2 separate regions of the Sus scrofa genome follow, and region 1 is linked to region 2. A link is a contact called in public HiChIP or PLAC-seq data. All regions are on one chromosome and are shown on one strand. Each heading gives the region's core, a stretch centred on a gene start, on an enhancer-like site or on the middle of the called end of the contact. The rest is flanking DNA. Distances are from core to core; before and after follow the strand shown. Region 1 holds the start of CTGF (connective tissue growth factor). Region 2 has its middle 110 kb from the start of CTGF.

Region 1 (3,218 bases), core at 60-2,559, 110 kb before region 2:
AGAGCAGAGCACACAAACGCGAGGTGAGACGTCAGAATACGACCTTTTCCCCAGCCCTGGGCAAAGTCAGGGCTCGGCCCCCCCTGTGGGAGAATCACAAGGCTGACTTAGAGAAAGGCTCAGCTCACCGGCCAGGGCAGGGCCGACCACGGTGTGGTCCTTGGGCTCGTCACACACCCACTCCTCGCAGCATTTCCCGGGCAGCTTGACCCTCCGTGGGAAGGGGCAGTCGGGGCTGGGCAGGCGGACGTCCATGCTGCACAGGGGCACGCAGCCCACGGCCCCGTCCAGGCAAGTGCACTGGTATTTGCAGCTGCTCTGGAAGGACTCTCCGCTCCGGTACACCGTTCCTCCAAAGACGCAGGGGGCACCATCTTTGGCTGAAGGACAGGAAGGGGAAATGGGGGGGATGCAGGGTCAAGCATTGGTTCCCGAGCCTCTCACAAGGAAGCGCGCGTCGGGGTTGCGGGCTGGGAGCAGGGCTCCGGGGCCGGGCTGCTAACAGCCAGAAGGAGGGACTCAATTCGAGCAGCTTTATTATCTGGCGGGAAGGTGAGCGTGAGGGTGACTCGGGGTGGTGGCGCGTCATCGGGTGCCCCCGCCCGGGCGCTCCGGCGGTGGCGGCGCGGGGCGAGGGGTCTGGGGGAGACGGGGTGGGGACCGGGGCTGCAGGTCTTACCTGTGCACACTCCGATCTTGCGGTTGGCCGGCGAGCCGAAGTCGCAGAAGAGGCCCTTGTGCGGGTCGCAGGGGTCGCGCTCGGTGCACAGCTCACCCAGCTGCTTGGCGCACACTCGGCAGCAGCCGCAGCCGTCCAGCACGAGGCTGACGCCGGCGGGGCAGCGCGGCGCCTTCCCGGCCGCGCACTGGCACTGGCCGCTGCAGTCCTGGCCAGAGGCGGGCTGCGGAGGGAGGCGGCGGGTCAGCCGGACGCACGCCCCTCGGCGCCGCGGGGTCCCCTCCCCGCCCCCGGCCCGGTGCATCCCTCCCCCCGGCGCCGGGCGCCGCGGGGGTCTCCGGCGCTTACCCGGCTGCAGAGGGCGAGCAGGAGCACGAAGGCGCAGCGGACCGGGCTCAGGCCGGTGGCGGACATGGTCGGGGCGCTGCGGGCGGCTGGCGGCGGGGCTGGGGTGGCGTGGCGGGCCGAGCGGGCGGCGCGGGTTCGGGCCGGAGGCGGGAGCCTGGAACGCGCCGGGCGGCTGTCTCGGGAGCTGTCGGCCGGGGCGGCTGCCGTCGGACTGAAGGCGGTGGGTCGTCGGCGGTGGGAGTCGGGCTGACTGCCTCCTCTCAGTGGGGAAGAGTTGTTGTGTGAGGCTGAGGCGGGCGGCCCGAGGCTTTTATACGCTCCGGGCGGCCCCGGCTCGCCAATGAGCTGAATGGAGTCCTACACAAACAGGGACATTCCTCGCATTCCTCCCCACCTTCCTGCCTCATCAACTCACACCGGATTGATCCTGACCCCTTGACACTCAGCATTCCTCCCGTCTGAAAAAGCTGGCACACTACAGCTAACCAAAAAAAAAAAAAAAAAAAAAAAGCTCAGTATTTCCAGCACCAAATAGGATTTTCCTCCCTTCCTTCTTCGCACCACTCCTGATTTATATCATTTAAAAACACATCAGCCATGCTTATTATTATTTTTATTCCACTACTTCTGTTTCTAATAGCTGTGCCTGTTCTACCCACTGACATAAATCCTTTGTAGGAGGTTAGGAGGTAGGTAGCAGAAGAGGCTAACAGCAGGGATTCCTAAAAAATTCGAAAGGATTTCCTTTTTATTGTTTTTGTAATGATTTTAGTTTCAGAGGCTGTGTGCCTTTGAAATTTTGCAGAGAGCAGAAGAGGAGTTGGTTGCTTTTAACTGCTTGAGAGCCTCAAGAAGCAGAAGCATACCTGCAAATCCCCGAATTTCATATTGGAAATGGAGGAATTTGATCATTTGTCACTTGAAATAACACTTTGGATGCCCATGGCCAGTGGCCAGACAGACAGGAAAGAGAATACAGCCAGGAGTCTAAGTATGGATGCAGTTTTCTGGGGGAGTTTTCTACCACTCTTGCTTTGTTCTCTCTTAATACTTACAACAGTATTATTGTTGTGGGTATCAAGAAGAAAAAGGGATGGGTGGGCTTCAACATTTCCAGAAAATTCCATCTGATGTTATGTCAGAGCAAATGATTATGTGTTGAGTAGGTAGAAGTGCTGGATGTTGGGATGAAAAATGGGGTGGGAAGACAAGGCAACTCTACAGGAGGGGACCAGCAAGAAGCTTGGGGTTTCTTTGGGAGAGGTGTTAAACACAGTTGGGGGTCTTTGAAAAATAAGTGATTTTTCTTATACCAAAACCTATAATCTTCAAATGTGAATTAATCTGATTATATAACAAGAACACTGAACCCCATTATATTTGCTTACAAACTAAGAGTGTCTGTAAATAATATATTTTAGTGACTCTCCACACATCTATGAATAGCGATTGTTACTTCTTATTACCCAAGAAGCCGGTAACCTAATGGAGTGAGATCAGGTCAAGGAAAGAAGGAGTTTTATTCCCTCCACTTGTGTGCATATGTCAAATATGGCCAATAAAGTCTAAGCATATGTTAGCTTCACTGAAGACTGAGTTAATTGACAGTGCTTTCCTTTAGAATTTATAGTTTAGTTGCTTTTGTGTTAATAACTCCAGTTACCATTTTAGGTAAAGAGAATGATTCCAGAGCTATGCCATTTTTTCCGATTGTGGTGCCATATTGTTTGACACTAGTGTTACCAATGAATAGATTCATTTTAGCTGTTGACACATCCGTAGAGAGGTCTAAGATAAACCTGTCTGATTCAGATGCAAAGGCCAGCTTTCCAAATCGTTACAGATTTAGAATCTGAAAACAGCCTGTTTAAACTGGCTACATTTTTTTTTTTCAAGTTTCATTTCATTCTGTTGAAAAGGAGCCAAGAGAAAAAAAAAAAAAAAAAAAAAAAAAAAACCTACTCCAGCTTCAGCACAGACCACATCATCTGTGCACAATTACCCCGTTAAATGATCCACATGTTGTACAGTGTAGTTGCATGTCAACAGTGTGAATGGCCAGCGATGGGGGCCTCTGAAACTCAGGAAGAATTTTCATCATTGTTATTTAATGTTCTTTCCAAGCATTCCTCAAAGAGAAGAGGCCTTCAAAGTTCCTATTTAAAGAAGGAACATTCCAAGTTATGTTAAT
Region 2 (3,388 bases), core at 399-2,898:
GTAGGGTTCGTTAACCCTGAGCCATGAGGGGACCTCCACTTTCCTAGTTTTAATTGCAAGAAAATTGTCGTTGATTAGACTTGGTTAACAGGTAAACATTACAATTTTTCAGGAGTTTGTCTGAGTATATATTAATTCAACACAGGCAGCACCAAACCAAAAGTGGTTAAGGGAGCCCCACCAAAAGGAGCAAGGGACAAGGTTTTTGTAGAGAAGAGGCTGAACCATAGCTAAGAAATGATTGGATTGGTGATTGCTTAAGCCATTGCCTTGTTTGGGAAAGCCTTGTTGGCTGTGATTGGTTGTACTTAAGTTTCATTTTCTTGGATTCCAGTGCCTCAACTTTGGCTTAGGTTCCAGCTCATTTGTGTAGGCTACTGAGACACCGCGGTCTGTGGTCTCCTTGTTTAAATATTCTAACAACATTATAGATACAAGTTATATTTTGGCATCAATGGAATTATGATTTCCCCTATAAATATGAACCAGACTAGAATTAAAACTCTGTAACATATTATGCAAAAGTGAACATCATATAACATCATTATTGTGTGTCCAAATATTTCTATATACCGTATGTTATGAACAAAGTTTATTCTAAGAATCCTCAAAAAATCCAGGATTATTAAAACTGTATTCAGAAAAGCATACAGCATCTAACTTCCTGGTTGCACATCAAGGGATTTAGATCAAGAAAAGAACTGCAGCTGTAAAAAGCTAGAAATCAATGTCATTTGAATTTGAGGTGTGGTGATCTTGGCAAAAGGTACATTATCTAGGTTTCAAAGACACAGAAACCCTTTTGGATTGTCTTTTGTCACAATCAAAAGACATACATTTTTATCATGCGCTTTCTTCTTATCTTGTAGCAGGAATGAGAAAAATTTCCAAGTTCAGAAATCAAAAACTCAAAATCCCCATTACAAACATGACAGTTTACTGATAGTTGAAGTGGAAAATTTTGGAATTGTATCTATCTTCACGTATTTGTTTCTTGCATGCGACATTGATGGTTTCTATTCTAAGGGAAAAAAAAAACTATTTATATAACAATATAGAATGTTTCTCACATTCACTGTGAGAAAAAGTACAAGTCCATTTACTGAAATTTTTTTCCTGAATTTTTTTTTATTGATTCAATCAATGGCCTCAACTTGGTGTCTTCTTCAGTGTGTTTCTTGTCACTTCATGCCGTTACTTTCTAGTTGTCCTTCTGAACAGGCGTTTACATGAACTATATTTATTCCTGGGGAATGCAGCATGACCACACAGATTTGGTCAAAATAATGAGCATTCCTTTAAAGGCCAACTAAGAGAGAAAGGTTTTGCTCAGCACATTTTTACCATTGATGTAACTTCCTTTCTCTCTCTCTCTTTCTTTCTTTTTCTTTTCTCATATGAAACATCACATCATTCCTTAGGATGAGAAACTCACAGACTGAAAACGTAAGACTTTCTATGTGTCTGGAGGAAATTTTGTCATTTAGAATAAAATAGCTCTTACCAAGCAGAGCAACCTTCCTGAGTATTTCATTCCTGGGACTGTTTGCATTCTTTCCCAGTGAGCTGGAGTGATAGGCACCAGGACCTATTTATAACAGGCCAGAAGAGCTATTAAACTATTTGGGCTGGGTTAAGAATAAAAGCTCCAAGTGATTGGTTGGAATTTTGACGTGCCTTTTCCCAGCAGGCATCCGTTGCCCTTTTGGGGGAGACGTGGCTGTATGTCACGTTTGTGAGAACCCAGCTCAGGAACAGCATGCGATTTGAAAATGGAAACAGTTGGATTGAAACCATAAATGGTGAAGTCAAAAAGATGCTCTTTCTTGAGCTGTTACTGAAATATGCCGGGGTTATTTCAGTGCTTGGAGAATAAATAGAACTTGAGGTACTCCAGAGGATAATGTAAAAGTCTGTGAGAGGACTCTGAGTTTTCCCAGGCAATATCTCTCAGCCAATTATATTGCAGCTTTCACTCTGACTTTAGAAAACATTATTCAAGGACAACCAGGTCTGAATCCTTAGTGGACACAGACTGCCCTGCTTGTTTAAAGACATGGGATAGTTTTCTACCTAACACTGGGTTCCTCAGGATGAAAGAAAAGCACAGAAGCAAAATGAAAAGAAACAAACAAAACAGCAACTAAACAAACAAGCACAAGAAGACACTGTAAATTATTTGATAACTAGTGGTAAACCACTCAGAATCATAGAATGTTTGTGTCTTCGAAGGACACTAAAAGCCCTTAGTCCAAGCTCTTCTTTAGCTGAAGAAAACAAGATGTAAAAATTAAAATATAACCTGATAACCTAGCCATTTATAATAGAACTGGAATCATTTCTCGTGGTTTCCTGTTTCCCAGTCCAAGAGTGCCCTTTATTGGGAAATGCAAATCAAAGGCAAAAATTACAAATGGGAAGTATGTCTGCAAGGTATTGGAGCAATGTAGTCCTTTGGAAACCCTAGACTTATTGACTCAGTGGCCTCTGGGCTATGGAGCAGCCAGAAATAGGCCATAGCATCTGGATATTACAAATATGAAGGTTCATCTGGCTTGGTTACTCCCAGGGAGAATAAAGCTGTTGGCTATTTTTAGGAAAAGTTAGCCATTCAGACTAAAGGGGTGCTGGTGCTGGTACTCTGAAAGATAGACAAAGGTACAGGTTTAGGTAGTTAGGGAAGATGACTGATCAGAGGAGACAGTCTTCTCGGTATATTTTTAGCTTTTGTTTATGAAGCATTGAGCTATTCTCTTTGATTTTATGTAAGCATTTAGTATTCTGAGAATTGGTCAGTTTAAGATAACCCATTCTTTTAAACCTGTCTTCCTAGCTAAACTTAATTTCTTAGCAAAATTGCATATGAGAAATGTAGTTCTTTATAAGAGGGTTTATTTAAATTGATATGTTGTGCTCTCTTGTAGACACAGACTGATGTCTGTGAGAATCTCAGCATCCCAGAAGCGCATCCATCTGCAGGATGTGCTTGTGACTGGTATCATCTCCTATTCATGTTGGGGTAACAACAGAGAGAAACTTTTCTTCTAACTCAACACTGCTAAGCCATCAGATTTACACTAGAAAGCAGTTGTTGAATTTAGATCAGGTCATGTTATGAATTTGAGACTTAACTCTGAAAGTCTTTCCTAAGCTTTCCTTTTCAATACCTTAATGGAGCAAGCATCTTAAGAATGAAGGAGAAAAGAAAATCTAGATCAACCTTTTTGGTATTCCGGGTTTTATCTTAGCAGATTCTTGAGTGGATCAAGTGAAGTAATATACCTATAAATTAAAACTATCATTATAAACTTTAAACATTAACTTGAGCAATTATTTTAATTGGTAACATTAAAATATATAAAGGGATAATATATCAGGAAATTATAAT

The links. HiChIP or PLAC-seq counts read pairs in DNA pulled down with a chosen protein or histone mark.
Region 1: a contact with region 2 is called in an H3K27ac HiChIP or PLAC-seq map of skeletal muscle. The contact joins the promoter of CTGF here to the enhancer-like site in region 2. A contact is called at or near these places in 6 of 47 Hi-C or Micro-C datasets (adipocytes, embryonic fibroblasts, fetal heart ventricle and 2 more) and 1 of 2 datasets of contacts at active chromatin or transcription factors (skeletal muscle).

The regions. Positions count from the first base shown.
Region 1 is chr1:31,672,489-31,675,706 of Sscrofa11.1, reverse strand. It overlaps CTGF (connective tissue growth factor), which reads right to left and starts at 1,309. Exons shown (of 5, transcript NM_213833.2): 1 at 1,028-1,309; 2 at 680-902; 3 at 129-380. The coding sequence starts at 1,093.
Region 2 is chr1:31,559,796-31,563,183 of Sscrofa11.1, reverse strand. No RefSeq gene overlaps it. Among named protein-coding and RNA genes, the nearest start is that of CTGF, 110 kb to the left of the region's middle. Within about 2 kb of position 1,648, at least 24 of the 83 cell types and tissues checked have an H3K27ac peak or open chromatin away from gene starts, as enhancers often do. A contact at or near this core is called in embryonic fibroblasts, fetal skeletal muscle and skeletal muscle, where this site is marked.